Linked DNA regions of Mus musculus: all the other regions are linked to region 2. Evidence: chromatin contacts called from public Hi-C and promoter capture Hi-C data. All regions are on one chromosome and are shown on one strand. Each heading gives the region's core, a stretch centred on a gene start, on an enhancer-like site or on the middle of the called end of the contact. The rest is flanking DNA. Distances are from core to core; before and after follow the strand shown. Region 1 holds the start of Ctla2b (cytotoxic T lymphocyte-associated protein 2 beta). Region 2 holds the start of Tut7 (terminal uridylyl transferase 7). Region 3 holds the start of Idnk (idnK gluconokinase homolog (E. coli)). Region 4 holds the start of Hnrnpk (heterogeneous nuclear ribonucleoprotein K). Region 5 has its middle 28 kb from the start of Slc28a3.

Region 1 (2,700 bases), core at 114-2,613, 1.1 Mb before region 2:
TTAGACCCACCTTCATTTGTGTTCCATAACTTTGGATATGTAATGTAATTAATTTAAATCTGACAATGTTTTGATCTCTTTCTGATTTCTATCTTGACCCAATTTTATTCACTGGAAATTTTTTCGTTTCCATGTGTTTATAAGCTTTCTGTTGCTTTTGATATCCAGCGTTACTCCACAGTGCTCAGAAAGGATGGAGGTGTTATTTCAATTTTTTGTACATCAGTTGAGAATTCCTTTGTGTCCAAGTATATGATAGGTTTTGAATAATGTTCCATGGGTAACTTAAAGAATGTAGCAGAAAATGTGAACCAAAGACTACCACAACTTGACCACAAATGTGAAGAGATTTCTTTCATTTGAATTGTAATGTAGAACTAAGCTGAATTGCTACTATCTGTGTATATCAATTCTCTGCTTAGATTTTTATCCAGTTTGACTTGGGGGAGCATATGCATTTTTTTAGAAAAGTATTATCTATCCATCCAATTCTTTCTGTAATACACATTCAATAATCTTCAAATCTCAATTATATGACAGACAAGAATTTGGTACAACTCTGGAGAACATCAGAGGAAAATGGCCATGCATCTACTGATTTACCTTTTATATGTTATAGCAAAATGGAAACAAACTTCTGATCACATGTAGAAATTTGTATCCTCTGTATTTGCGCAGCCCAAGGCCACTGTAGTCTTTTCTGACTTTTGTTAAGTCTGCTTTTTAATCATAGGCCCAACTATGCTTGTGAGAGTAATAGAGAAATCCACACAGCAATTAACTCATGTTCAGTCAAACCCTGCAGTTGTCCCATCAAACCCTGCAGGCCATAGAGCTTTGTATGCATCAGGCATTTGTTGTTGCGTTCAGACAACTCTAGCATTTTTCACAAACACTGTGAATTCCTGAGTTGAGACACTGACATTCCAGGTAAGTGATGAGTGTTTCAGACTACTCTGTCTATGAGTGGTTGTTTCACCTTCTCTGAAAGTGCTTCTGTCTGTCTTGGGCTGCGTTTCTAACAAGACAGACACAGACAGGTACGCACTGCTTGATGCTCTCTCTACAGATGCAGAATCTGATGTAGGACTGTGAGACACTGTAGCTCTCCCCACTGACTTCATCTTGCCATAATTGTGTTCTCTAACAATTGTTAACTCTAGAGAACCAGACATCCTGTGAGTCTTGGCATTGTCAGAGAAGTCTCATGCTTCCTGTATGACTCAGCCTAGTCCTTGCGTCTGGTCAGTCTCTAGATGTTTTCCTGTCTGTAGTTGTGAAGCTGGCTTGTGACGTCTGCTCTGTGGGCCAGGCCGAGGCTTCAGGAAAGAACTAGCAGTGCTCCAGGAAGGAAAAGGTGGAGCCACAGGCTGCTCTCCTCATGCACCACTAGCCTCCTCTGTCAGTTGCTCTTCAGAGGCCCTGGACAACAAAGTTCTGGTTTCTATCTGTGAACAGAAGCTGCAGCACTTCAGGTGAGAGCAGAGAAAAGCAAGGTACACAGGCCCCCTACCTGCTAACTCATTTTCAACAAACTTCCTCACAGCTCTACTCTGGTTACCTGAGACATCTCCTATTTCGTAGGTTTTATTCACTGTTTTGTTTTTGCTTTGTTTTCTTGTTTGTCTGTCTCTTAATTTTTTTTTTTTTTTTTTTTTGGTTTTTTTCGAGACAGGGTTTCTCTGTGTAGCCCTGGCTGTCCTGGCACTCACTTTGTAGACCAGGCTGGCCTCGAACTCAGAAATCCGCCTGCCTCTGCCTCCCGAGTGCTGGGATTAAAGGCGTGCGCCACCACGCCCGGCTTCTTAATTTTTTATGATGATAATAGGATTACATTTTTTTCTCCTCCTTTTTCTGCCTCACATTCTCAGACATGCCTTTTCTGATACTTTTTAAATTCTGTTCTCTTTTTTTACTCATTGTTATTACATACATACATGCACATACATATATATTGCTAAATAGAGCTTAGACAGTATGTATAACATTACTTGCATTTACCTTTTGGGTCTGACCATAGTATTGGACAACAACTCATTGTCTATGTTTTGGGAACCCAAATAGTGCTGTCTTCCTGCTCATCCTCTGCTTGGGAATGATGTCAGCTGCTCCATCCCCTGATCCAAGTTTGGATAATGAGTGGAAAGAATGGAAGACAACATTTGCAAAAGCCTACAGTCTGGTTGGTAAAATGGGCACAGTCTAGAGGGATCTCAGAAAGAAGGACTCTTGCTGTTGGGAGTCTGTGGGCATAAATATGGCCATAAAGACAAGCCATCACTAAGGACTTGCCTAAAGACATGCATTATGAACCCATACTGGGTAAGGAGAATGGCTGACAACAGTGTCATGAGACCACATGCTTTGGCTCTTCTTTCTCTACATACCATTTCCTCAGCTTGTGTGTGGTGTTAAGATGAGAAATGCTATCTGTTGTACTCATTTTCAGGATGAAGAAAGACACAGAAGACTCATGTGGGAGGAGAATAAGAAGAAAATTGAGGCACACAATGCAGACTATGAGCGGGGCAAGACCAGCTTCTACATGGGCCTGAATCAATTTAGTGACTTGGTGAGTGAGACACTGATTGTTAATTCTGTTTCTTCACTCCGTTTCCTTACAGTTAGTCTCTTGGTTTTAATGTATTGTTTGCTTATATATGAAGACTCCAGAAGAATTCAGGACAAATTGCTGTGGAA
Region 2 (2,700 bases), core at 68-2,567:
AGAGTCTGATACATGGAACTTTTACTGTCAGTGACAGGAACTCTCAAGTTATATTCAGAACAGCTACTAGCTGTGGGACCCTAGAGAAAGATGGCTTTCTGGGAAGGCTTGTCTGGCCTCAGTGGGAGAGGATGTGCCTTATGATACCAGGGTTGGGCAATGAAGTGGGGGGGGGACACCCTCTCAGAGGTGAAAGGAGGGGTCCTGGGGAAAGGAAGGGGGAGGGGGGAACCAGGATGCAGCATTTGGAATGTAAATACTTTTTTTTTTTTCCGAGACAGGGTTTCTCTGTGTAGCCCTGGCTGTCTTGGAACTCACTCTGTAGACCAGGCTAGCCTTGAACTCAGAAATCCCCAAACCCACACAGCAAGAGGAAACTGACAAAACAAGTTGGTTGTAGAATATCAACCATTTAGCTATGTCTCTTTTGCTTTTTAAATTTCAATTGTATTCCTTTCTTCCTGAACTAGTAGGATTGAGTTAGTATTTATTTACAGTTTTAAAGACAGTTTCTTGGAATAGCAAAGGCTGTATGCATTCTTCACTTTAAGACTGTTGGCTAAAGAACCCAATGGATTTAAATTTATACTTTGTAGAGGTAGAAATGAAAACTGCCTTATTTTTTCCAGCACTTCTATTCATTAGTTGCTTGAGGCTTTCAAGGCATGTAGGACACTTTAGATAACAATGAATGTTCAATTAGAAAAAAAAAAAGCAACTCTGTGTTGTTTGCTAAGTTTTTGTTTTTTGTTTTTTTGAGACAGGGTTTCTCTGTGTAGACGTAGCTGTCCTGGAACTCACTCTGTAGACCAGGCTGGCCTCGAACTCAGAAATCTGCCTCCCTCCAAGTGGGATTAAAGGCATGTGCCACCACTCTCCGGCTGTTTGCTAGTTCTTAAAGAAAAAAAAAAGTTGAATCTCTTTCTACCCCCAGGTCGAGCTTAATCCAGAGGTTTAGGCCGCTGAACTTCCTTCAAGGTCGTTCACAAGGCCCTCACTGAAACTTGGAGCCACTCGGAATTATAAAAAGACCCAGCTTCCCGAGCAGCCACAGAGGGGCGTCGGGGGAACCCGAAAGCACTGGGCGACGGATCTCGCAGGTAGCTAGGGAGCAACCCCGGACCTCTGCGCCCGCACCCGCGGCGCGCCCCCGGCGCTGGGAGGAACCTGGGCGGCGCGCGCTTCCGGTGCGCGCTTCCGGCCAGCCGCGGAGCGCGGGGCGGGGACACCGCAGTCTTCCAATCGCGCACAATGAGACGGCGCTGAGCGCCGGAAGTGGGGCTGAAGGAAAACACGGTGAGGAGCCGGGCCCGGACAGGAAGCGGCGGGGGACCGCAGCGGCGCTGGTGAGTGCTCCGGGGCGCCGTCTCGTCGCGTCCCTCCGGGACTCGCCTCCGGGCTGGGCCCGTGGGTTCCCCCCGCCCCCAGAAGCGTATCTGCCCGGCCCCGAGGTACGTTGGCGCCGTCCTTCTCCGGCCGCCTCGGCCCGGCTGTGCGCCCGGAGCCCTCGGGTTCGAGTCCGCGTCTTCACTTTGTGTCGGGGCTCCGGCCCTGGTCCGGGGAACCCCGGAACCCTGTCAATGGCCGGGCGCTTCCTGCTTCCTATTCCCCACGGCGGCTTCGTGGCCAGTAGCGCGGAACCGCCTCCTCCTTCGCCTGGGGACTCCGCTGGTGGAAACTGAGGCACACAGGGGTGGGGCAGCCGAATGGGGAAGGAAAAGGAGTGTCATCCTGCGGAGGATTGTGGTTGGTGACGAAACTGGACTTGTCTGGGGCTGGGGACTGAGAAGTCGGGTAAGTCAGCTGGCGTTGTCCCTTGGTCGGAAGCCTGGACCCTTAGAGCGGTACCTTAGTGGGAAGTGCTGTCCCTTCGCCCAGCGGTCGCGCCGGGTTGAAAAGCGAAGCTTAGAGTGGGGGCTGATCGAAACTGAAATCTGCTCACATAGTTTCGGCTACTTTGATACCTAAAAGTAATTGCCAACTTTAAAAAAAAGAAATAGATTTGGGAGTTTTGTAACAGTGTTGACTTAGGATGTTTACTTTGAAGAGAGGTGCTTTCGTTACATAGAAGTTACTTCTTTAGTTTCTGAGACTATAGAAGTGTCTTCAGATTTAGTCTTTGTATTAAATAAGGACCAGTTTTTATGAACACTGTAACTTCTGGAATGCATTAATTATTAGGAATGTGGTAACAATTTAATTTTTAAATGGGGGAAGATAAAGGCTTCAGGGCACCCGTGTGTTACTTTGAGTATTTGGTATGATATTATTTTACAATTTTGTTTTGTTCCCCCCTCCCCCAATGCCTTCTTTCAGGTACAAAGTAAGAAAGTTGAAGTCAAAGACCATGGGAGATACAGCAAAACCTTACTTTGTGAAGCGCACTAAAGACCGTGGAATTATTGATGATGATGATTTCAGAAGGGGCCATCCCCAACAAGATTATTTAATAATGGATGATTATGCTAAAGGCCATAGCAGTAAAATGGAAAAGGGCCTTCCAAAAAAGAAGATATCACCCGGGAACTATGGGAACACCCCCAGGAAAGGACTGTATGGGGTTTCCAGCAATCCATATGCATTTAAAAACCCAATTTACAGTCAGCCTGCTTGGATGAATGATAACCACAAAGATCAAAATAAAAAATGGCTATCTGATGAACTCGCTGGTAATGCAGACAGCTGGAGAGAGTTCAAGCC
Region 3 (2,700 bases), core at 152-2,651, 1.7 Mb after region 2:
CCAACTACTCCCCAGGATGGGACCTGCCCTGAAGTGTGGTTGATACATCCAATGAGAGGGGTTTAATAAAAAGTTTAAATGCCAGCACACTGTAAAGTTCGGAGGCCCGTAAAATCTCAAAGCACTGCTAGCTTACCAGATACACACAATGCTGGTAAGGTAGCACAGCAGTTAGACCACTGGCTGCTCTTCCGGGGCCTCTGGATTTGGTTCCCAGAATCCAGATGGCAGCTTGCAACCATCTGTATGGAACTCCCATTGCAGGTACTCTGGTGCCCTCTTCTGACCACCGTGTGCACTGCACCCTTGTGGTACTCAGACCAAAACCCCATAGACACAAGACACACCAACAGGAGCAGAGATGGATCCCGTGCCATCAACACCCTCCTCCATCTCTCCTGTAGAGTTCCCCTTAGTTTTTCACCCTGCAGTACCTGTCACTCAACTGAGTTCTCATTCAGCGCCTCTATCGACTCCCCAGCCCCTGAACTGTTTCCAAATCAGCCCAGTCCAGCCACTCCATCAGAAAACAAACACCGGTGATGCTCTCAGGCTTATCCCCCAGTCTCTACCACAAAGACAATCTGAGCTCGTACTATGGGCTTTGTGTGGTTCTGGACAGAAGTGAAAGGGTTTCTGGGTAGAGTCGTACAACAGCGGGGTTTTCGCCTCTGGGGTTTGTTTGTTCACTCTGTGGTGCTGGGAATGAACACACACACACACACACACACACACACACACACCCGGCACGACAATCAAACACTCCACCACCGAGTTACTCTGTTCCGTTTCACTTTCAGTTTAAAGAACCTTGCAGTTAGATGGCGTCTATCAAACCAAATGCCTACCGCTTGCTTGCTTACTTCTGAACCTTCCAACACTGGGCTGAGAAGAAAATGCACATTTTGCAGAGTTTTAGCAGCACTTTCATATTAACATTCCAGCCTGAGCAGGCACACGATCAAGCTTGTTTCTCACTTTTCAAAATCTATTTGGAAGAATCCAGACACTCACCTACTAGGGAGACCATGCACCCAGGCAAAGCTTTGTACAAAGACCCAGGGCGACGTTTGCCTCCTGGTTTGGGGTTCTCACCCTCCCACACTGTTCTGCGAGGTGCCACCAGGCCCAGGTTTGTAAGGCTGAGAAGGGTCGCTAGCCACGGTCCGCGGTGACCCTGGGGAGCAGCTGCCAGCGGGGCAGGACAGCAGGGGTCCTCAGCAGGGGCCGCAAAGGCATGGCTCCCAGGGCTCAGGGCCCACACAGCCTCCCAGCTCCCATCCGCCCGTCCCCCAGTCCCCCCAACGACCTACTTTCCGGAGCCGCTCACACCCATCACCAGCAGCACCCCGGGTGCCTCCATGACCGTGCTCCCAGGTCCTCAGCGCCCGCTTCCGGGGCAGGTTCCTCCCAGTTCCTGACGTCACGGGACACGCCCCCGCATCTCCAGCGCTGACCGCTGGGCGCTGCAGCCAGAGGACATCTGCAGGCATTTGCAGGTCATCATGTCCTGAAGCAAGGAAGCCACCGGGATGCAGGGACAGTGGTAGAAACAGACAGTTTACTCACAAAGACAGCAGTGAAAGGACACGGAGTGGGCCGGGAGATCTCTCTCTCTCTCTCTTCTCTTTCCTCTCCTCTCTCTTTCCTCTCTCTCTCTTTCCTCTCTTCTCTCTCCTCTCTTCTTTTTCTTCTTTCTCTCAACTCTCTCTTCTCTTTTCCTCCCTCTTTGCTCTTTCCTATCTCACTCTCAGCCCGCAGACCCCACCCCACTCTGGAAGCCAGTTCCTCTTGCTCCGGTTCCCCCTGTGCAAACAGCGATTTTATATCAGAAGACATCATTGGCTGTTATCTGCCCAAGGGGACAGAACGCAGACAGCTAAAACCAGCGGGCCACAGATCCATGCTCACGCGCACACTGAGGCCTCACTGACTCTCCTGGAGGGAGCCTGCAAAGCAGGCTCAGAAGGGACTCCCAGCCAGGACAGGGACAGGTTGCTCTTCCCCGTAGAGGCTTGTGTCAATGACACACAAGAAATGGCAACTGCGGTGCGGCTCTCGGTAGTGTTGGCCATGAAGACAGGTGCATGTGGGAGCTGGAAGTGAGCTGCAATCCACATGGATTTCCTCCTGAGAATAAGCAACACCATCTGAGCTTCTGAACTCTCTTAGTCCACGGGCTTCACCCACAGCGACCACCATCCAGAGCCGCTCTTGGGACAATGTGAAGAAGCAGAAGGGACTGGAGAAGCGTGGATGGTGTGTGTGTGTGTGTGGGGGGGTCTTCTGCATGTATGTGTTTGTACCATGTGTGTGCTTGCTCAAGCCTCAGAAAGCCAAAAGAGGGTGCGGATGCCCAGGAGTTACAGAGGGTTACAAGCGACCCTGGTCTAGTCTCAGCAGGAGCAGCAAGTGCTCTTAACCCTTGAACCATCTCTCTAGTCCCTTTAAAAAATAATTTTTATGTGGACAGGTATTTTTACTTTTAATACTCTCTGGGTCAGATGGTACCTCTAGATTTGAGAAAATCCCAAAATGTTTTCCAAGTTGGCTGTGCCATTTATGCCCACCAAGCAATGTGTGGGCCCTCTGGTTTCTCCGAGTCACCACTAATGTTTGTTGCTGTTGTTTTTACTCTAACCATCCTGACTCTCTCTCTTTAAAACAAGAATTTTACTTTATGTATAGGAGCGTTTTGCC
Region 4 (2,700 bases), core at 82-2,581, 1.4 Mb after region 2:
GAAACCTTGCCTCGGAAAAAAAAAATGTTGTACTAGAAATACTAACTTGCCGGGCAGTGGTGGCACACGCTTTTACTCCCAGCACTTGGGAGGCAGAGGCATTGGATTTCTGAGTTCGAGGCCAGCCTGGTCTACAGAGTTCCAGGACAGCCAAGACTACACAGAGAAACCCTGTCTCGGAAAAAAAAAAAAAAAAAAGAAAAAGAAAAAAAGAAATACTAACTTTAGCTGGCCATGGTTACGCTTGCCTTTAATCCCTGCTTTGGGAGGACGAGGCAGGTGGATCTCTTGAGAGACCCTCCGGGTCAAAAACCACCATATGAAAAATCTTGAGCCAGGAGTGGGGGCACACGCTTTTAATGCCAGCGTTTGAGAGGCAGCGGCAGGAGATCTACAGGATCCCACGACAGCCAGGGCTACACTAGGCTGTCTCAGAACGAGAGCCCCCTCACCAGATCCTCAAGCCCCAGTCTCTTCTGTCAGTTAGGTAAAGGATGGCTCGACCGCTCTGTAACGGAGCGATTTACAGGGTGCTGGCCGGTGTGCACATTTTGGGATTATTCGAGGGAAAGGTAGGACAGGGTGCGCTCGCACACACGCCTCGCTAACTGGAGGTCACCCCTACAGGCTGACATCCGGACATCAGCCAGAGTCTGGGGACCGTGGAGCTCTGCTGTGAGGATGAGGAGCGAGGCGAGCACCCGCAGTGACCCTCCCTTCCCCTGGTGGGGCAGCCATGGCGGGGCAGTGTGCCTGCGAGCTTTCTCAGGGAGGGTCCCAGGGAGCGCTGCAGCACGGACGCGCGGGCATTCCCTACGCGGCGTTCCCGGGGGGTCTGCATCGCACCGGCCCAACACGGAAGTAAGCCCCGGGCTCCCTGGGAGCGGGCGCCGCTTCCAGCCCTCCCCCGCCCTCCCCGCCGGGGGAGCCGTTAGCACAGCGGGTTTCCCGGGCGCCGCGGAGGGGGCGCAGAGCCCGCAGCGCCGGGGAGGGAGGGGGCGAGCGAGACGCGACAACGGGTAGCTGCGGAACCCGGGCGGAGCACCGACCGACCTGGCCTTCCCGCCTCGCCTCGCCTCGCCTCGCACCGCAGCGTGATCCCAGGGCCGCGCGCCGCTCTCCCTCTCCCGTTCCCAGCTGGGTTCTCTTTTCCCTCTTTCACTTCTTCCCGCCCAATCGGGCGCTCACGGGGCGACCGTCCCTCCTCCAATCGCGCCAAACTCCCTCGGGGCTCGAAAATCCCCCCGCAGTCGCCCCTCCCGGCACACGTGAGCAGCGCCGCTGAAGTCTCGCGAGAGGTCTGTCACTACTCCCCTCCCCCTCACCACAGAGTGCGCGAACGAGAAAGGAGGAGGGCGCTACAGGCGACAGCGCTGCAGACGCCATTATCCTCTGCTTCTCCGCTGCACGGACGTCGCCGTCGTGCTCGTCTCCCACTCGATTGCGGCCTGTAGGTATCTGGGTGGGCTAGGGCTTCGGGGTAGCGAGTCCCCGGAGCGGGTTGGCGCCCCGGGATGGCGGCTTGGGCTATCCCCATGCCCGAGTTTTCTCAGGCCCGCGGCCTTCCAGCCCAAAGGGAGTCGCCGGCGGAAGGCGGGGTTCTCGGCGCCGTAATTGACGCGGCCACGGGCCAATCGCTTCGCGCTCGCACCACCGCCGAAGCCTGGGCAGCCAATGGGGCGCGACGCTGAAGTGGGAGGGGGTTTGTCCTCGTTCTCTGTCTAGCAGTGACCGACCGTCGGAGGCGGCGCGGCCGGGAGGCAACGGCGGACTCGCGCGGTGAGCGGGACGGGCGGGTCGCGCTGGCTGGAGCGGGGTCGGACGCCGTAGTCGGCTGTCCGGGGTGGCGTTCGGGGCGGCCGTGGCCCGCCGGGGAACGTTGCCCGGGTTCCCCTCCCCCCACCGCCGCCATTTCCCCGAGCGTGCCCCTGCGGTTGGCGTGCCGGCGCTAGGTGGCTTGAGGGACCCGGGAAGGAGAGGCCTGTGGGTTTGCGACGCGGGCGCCCCGTGTGGAGGGAGCGCCGGGCCGTCCGGTGGACTCGCGGGTGTGGTGTGTGTGTGTGCGCCCCGGCCGCCCTTTGTCCCTCCACGGCGTGGGCCTCCCTCCTCACCCCACCTCCGGGGTGGGGGGTGCTGCGCGGCGGGGCCGATGGGGCGGCCGCGGCGGCTTTGTCTCGGGTGGTGGGGGAGGTGCGGGGGACGGGCGCTCGCGAGCCCGCGTGCTGGGTGGGGGAGGGGGGTCTCGCGCGACTCCGCCTAGTCGCACGTAGTCGCCATTACGCGGGCCGCCATTTCCTGTCGGATCCGGGTGAGGAGAGGCTCGCCGCTCGGCGACGGTCGCTGGCCGCTGCTTCCAGGCCCGGCCCGTGGGCGGGAGGCGAGCGCGCGCGGTCGGTCTCGCTCGGCGGACCTGTTAACACCAGCGCGCTGTGGGAACAGCGGCCGCGGGACGAGAGGGCTGGCTGGGCCTGTTTGTGTGCGTAGACCCGGCTGATTTGCCTGAATCCATTTACCCCCGCGGCCGGGGGTTTAGCGGAGTGGCCGGCCGATCTCTGCATTTAAAGTGGTCCCCAGAGGGATCGTCATTTGCTGCCGGCGTTTTGGAATAGGAGAAGGCATGAGGGTGATGCCTCGACTTTAAGATCCTGTGTTGGTCCTTGGCTTTGGTAGGACTACGAGTTAACTGGACCAGTTGTGATG
Region 5 (2,700 bases), core at 179-2,678, 1.2 Mb after region 2:
TGGCCCGGGTTGAGGCCACAGTTGGGTGGGGGGGGATGGAAAACAATTTGTGTTCAACTGCGCCCTCCAGTGGCCACCGGCAGCTGCAGCGCTGCCAACAACATTTAAGATTCTCTCTCTCTCTCTCTCTCTCTCTCTCTCTCTCTCTCAAAATGAAAGCTCAGAATTATTCTAAAGAGAACACTAAACTGGAGAGAGGAGGCATGCAGACTGCAAGTTTTTAAAACCTCTCCTTTATGTTTAAAACATCTCAAAACGTTCACAGATCTATAAAGAAAGGAACCAGGGCTGGAGAGATGGCTCAGTGGTTAAGAGCACTGGCTGCTCTTTCAGAGGTCCTGAGTTCAAATCCCAGCACCGGCATTGTGACTCACGACCATCTGTAATGAGATCTAACGCCCTCTTCTGGGGTATCTGAAGACAGCTACAGTATACTTCCATATAATAAATAAACAAGGAAGGAAGGAAGGAAGGAAGGAAGGAAGGAAGGAAGGAAGGAAGGAAGGAAGGAAGGAAGGAAGGGAGAAGAAAGAAAAAGCACATAAATGTGCCATATACCCCAATATACATTCACACACCCTATACGCACATTTCAACGAAGACCCCCCCCCCAGAATTATCAGCAGTTTCAGAAATTACAACTGATGGACCATAGTTGTGAGCCCCCACGTGGCTGCTGGGATTTGAACTCGGAACCTTTGGAAGAGCAGTCAGTGCTCTTACTTGCTAAGCCATCTCGCCAGCCCCAGGCACTGTACTTTCTAATCGAAAGCACCTTTGAACTTCATTCTAGAAGGAGCCTACCTGCGCACTGCTAATGCCTGGCTTTTTACAATTTGACCTTCAATCTAGACGTCACCCAAATGATGGACTCCGTGCTTGTGAACCCTCCCCTGCTACAGAGAAGCAACAAAGGGGGAAAGACATCAACTCTATAATCTGAGACGCTGACTGCTCCTACAGGGTTCTGAGCACCCACGCCGCAGCTGGCAGGCAACCATCTGCAACTTCAGGGTTGTATCTGATGCCCTTTTCTGGTATACATGGGTACTGCATGCATGAGCTACAGATACAGGCAGGCAAAGCATTCATACACATAAAATAAAAATAAATCCTTTCTAAAAATAGTGAATGTGGCACCATTCATTTTTACATTAATTTGTTATGAGTGTGTATGTGCACACACACATGAGCGTGTGAGTGTGTGCGTGGATGACGTGGCACATCTGTGGAGGTCAAGGGACAACTGTCAGGGTCAGTGCTTTTATTCTATCATGTGCGTCTCAGGGGTAGAATTCAGGTCATCAGGCCAGGTGGCAATCTCACCAGTCCAATAACTCCATCTCTAATGCTCTGTTAAATTGTGTGCCGTGTCAGCAAGCAGAGCTGGCATGAGCCCATTAGGAAGAAAATTGGACTGTTCATAAGTATGCGCCATCTGCTGGAGCATCCATGAGCAGCCCACGACATGGACACAGTGAATAGGGCTGCAGAGACAGTAGTGGAACTGGGTCCACAAGAACTCCTTTCTGCTTTTCATTGCTGGAGGACCCTGGCCTAAGCCCAAGCACCAGAGAACTAATGAACATTTAGTCTCAATCTGCAGCCTCCCTAGGGGACCACAGCAGAGTCTGCGGAAACGGTATAATTGTCTTGTTCATTACTGGAAACAGTAACTAAGTATCCTTCAGGACTCTCCAGCTCAAGATCTATAAGGATTTCTATTGTTCTGCTTCTCAGGCTTGGTATTTGTTTGGTGCTTTAAAAAGAGAGAAACCTGTCTCCTGCTATGTTTAAATGCCCAATCCCATCAGGACACTTCTGCAGCTGCCTGCATTGGGAGAAATCAGGAAATGACATCAAAGTCTAGACATAAAACAAAACATAAAAAGACATCTTTGAGACAAGCCTGGAGAAATGTGAGCATGAGCAATAGGTAGATGGTGACAAGCCTCTATTTCCAGTTTCCAGTCAGCTTGGGTACCACAGCTCAGTCTAAGGAAACCACACACAGCCATCTTTATCCTGCCCAGGACTGGGGAGACATGAGCTTAGAGATCTCCACCCAGACTCCAGAGGGTGGAGTAACCTTTATCTGAAGTTTTTGGGACCAGCATGCTTTTCTTCCTTTCTTTCTTCCTTCCTTCCTTTCTTTCTTTCTTTCTTTCTTTCTTTCTTTCTTCCTTTCTGCGTTTAGAATGTTTGCATATACATCATGTGTATCTTGGGAATGTGGCTCAGGGGCACACAAAATTCATTTAAAGAAAAAAATATATATATATACACACACACATATGTATCCTAAAGATATATACTTTTTATATATACACTTTTTTTCTCCTTTGGAGACATGTTCTTCTCCCTGTGTATCTCTGGCTGATCTGGTATTCACAAAGATCCTCCTACATCTGCCTCCAGAGTATTGGAATTAAAAGTGTGCACCACCACTCCTGGCTGGGTGGCTGGTCTTGTCTCTGAGACTGCATAACCACATAGCATTATCATTGAGAAATTCACACTTGAGAACCACACAATCAAGTTATAATAAATAAATAAATAAATAAATAAATAAATAAATAAAATCTCATTAACATTTAAAGTAAGTTTGTTATTTGTGACTGTATTCATAACTGCCCTTGGGGAGCTACCTGCAAAAGATCAGAGCCTCATTCAGGTGGCTATGATTAATCCCCCCAGCTG

Evidence for each region. Promoter capture Hi-C pulls out the DNA fragments that hold promoters and counts their contacts. A called contact is a pair of places that touch in the nucleus more often than the background predicts.
Region 1: a contact with region 2 is called in a promoter capture Hi-C map of the HPC-7 cell line, with 5 times the contacts expected there. The contact joins the promoter of Ctla2b here to the promoter of Tut7 in region 2. A contact is called at or near these places in 2 of 39 promoter capture datasets (the 3T3-L1 cell line and the HPC-7 cell line) and 1 of 484 Hi-C or Micro-C datasets (LSK cells).
Region 3: a contact with region 2 is called in a promoter capture Hi-C map of pre-B cells, with 6 times the contacts expected there. The contact joins the promoter of Idnk here to the promoter of Tut7 in region 2. A contact is called at or near these places in 6 of 39 promoter capture datasets (the 3T3-L1 cell line, the C10 cell line, hippocampal neurons and 2 more) and 1 of 115 datasets of contacts at active chromatin or transcription factors (pancreatic cancer cells).
Region 4: a Hi-C map of CD8 T cells shows a contact between it and region 2, with 4 times the contacts expected there. The contact joins the promoter of Hnrnpk here to the promoter of Tut7 in region 2. A contact is called at or near these places in 10 of 39 promoter capture datasets (the 3T3-L1 cell line, 3T3-L1-derived adipocytes, cranial neural crest and 6 more), 8 of 484 Hi-C or Micro-C datasets (CD4 T cells, CD8 T cells, Th1 cells and 4 more) and 2 of 9 other capture datasets (adipose tissue and liver).
Region 5: a contact with region 2 is called in a promoter capture Hi-C map of hippocampal neurons, with 3 times the contacts expected there. The contact joins the enhancer-like site here to the promoter of Tut7 in region 2. A contact is called at or near these places in 2 of 39 promoter capture datasets (cranial neural crest and hippocampal neurons), 10 of 484 Hi-C or Micro-C datasets (B cells, the Ba/F3 cell line, brown adipocytes and 7 more), 2 of 115 datasets of contacts at active chromatin or transcription factors (the 230-238 cell line and large pre-B cells) and 1 of 9 other capture datasets (embryonic stem cells).

The regions. Positions count from the first base shown.
Region 1 is chr13:60,896,110-60,898,809 of GRCm38.p6, reverse strand. It overlaps Ctla2b (cytotoxic T lymphocyte-associated protein 2 beta), which reads left to right and starts at 1,363. Exons shown (of 5, transcript NM_007797.1): 1 at 1,363-1,475; 2 at 2,065-2,182; 3 at 2,450-2,572; 4 at 2,667-2,700. The coding sequence starts at 2,096.
Region 2 is chr13:59,821,727-59,824,426 of GRCm38.p6, reverse strand. Tut7 (terminal uridylyl transferase 7) reads left to right here and starts at 1,317. Exons shown (of 27, transcript NM_001373962.1): 1 at 1,317-1,794; 2 at 2,317-2,700. The coding sequence starts at 2,348.
Region 3 is chr13:58,156,350-58,159,049 of GRCm38.p6, reverse strand. It overlaps Idnk (idnK gluconokinase homolog (E. coli)), which reads right to left and starts at 1,401. Exons shown (of 5, transcript NM_198004.3): 1 at 1,314-1,401. The coding sequence starts at 1,363.
Region 4 is chr13:58,401,143-58,403,842 of GRCm38.p6, reverse strand. Hnrnpk (heterogeneous nuclear ribonucleoprotein K) reads left to right here and starts at 1,331. Exons shown (of 16, transcript NM_025279.3): 1 at 1,331-1,450. Rmi1 (RecQ mediated genome instability 1) reads right to left here and starts at 1,246. Exons shown (of 3, transcript NM_028904.3): 1 at 1,054-1,246.
Region 5 is chr13:58,637,884-58,640,583 of GRCm38.p6, reverse strand. No RefSeq gene overlaps it. Among named protein-coding and RNA genes, the nearest start is that of Slc28a3, 28 kb to the right of the region's middle. Within about 2 kb of position 1,428, at least 13 of the 459 cell types and tissues checked have an H3K27ac peak or open chromatin away from gene starts, as enhancers often do. A contact at or near this core is called in cerebellum, cortical neurons and hippocampal neurons, where this site is marked.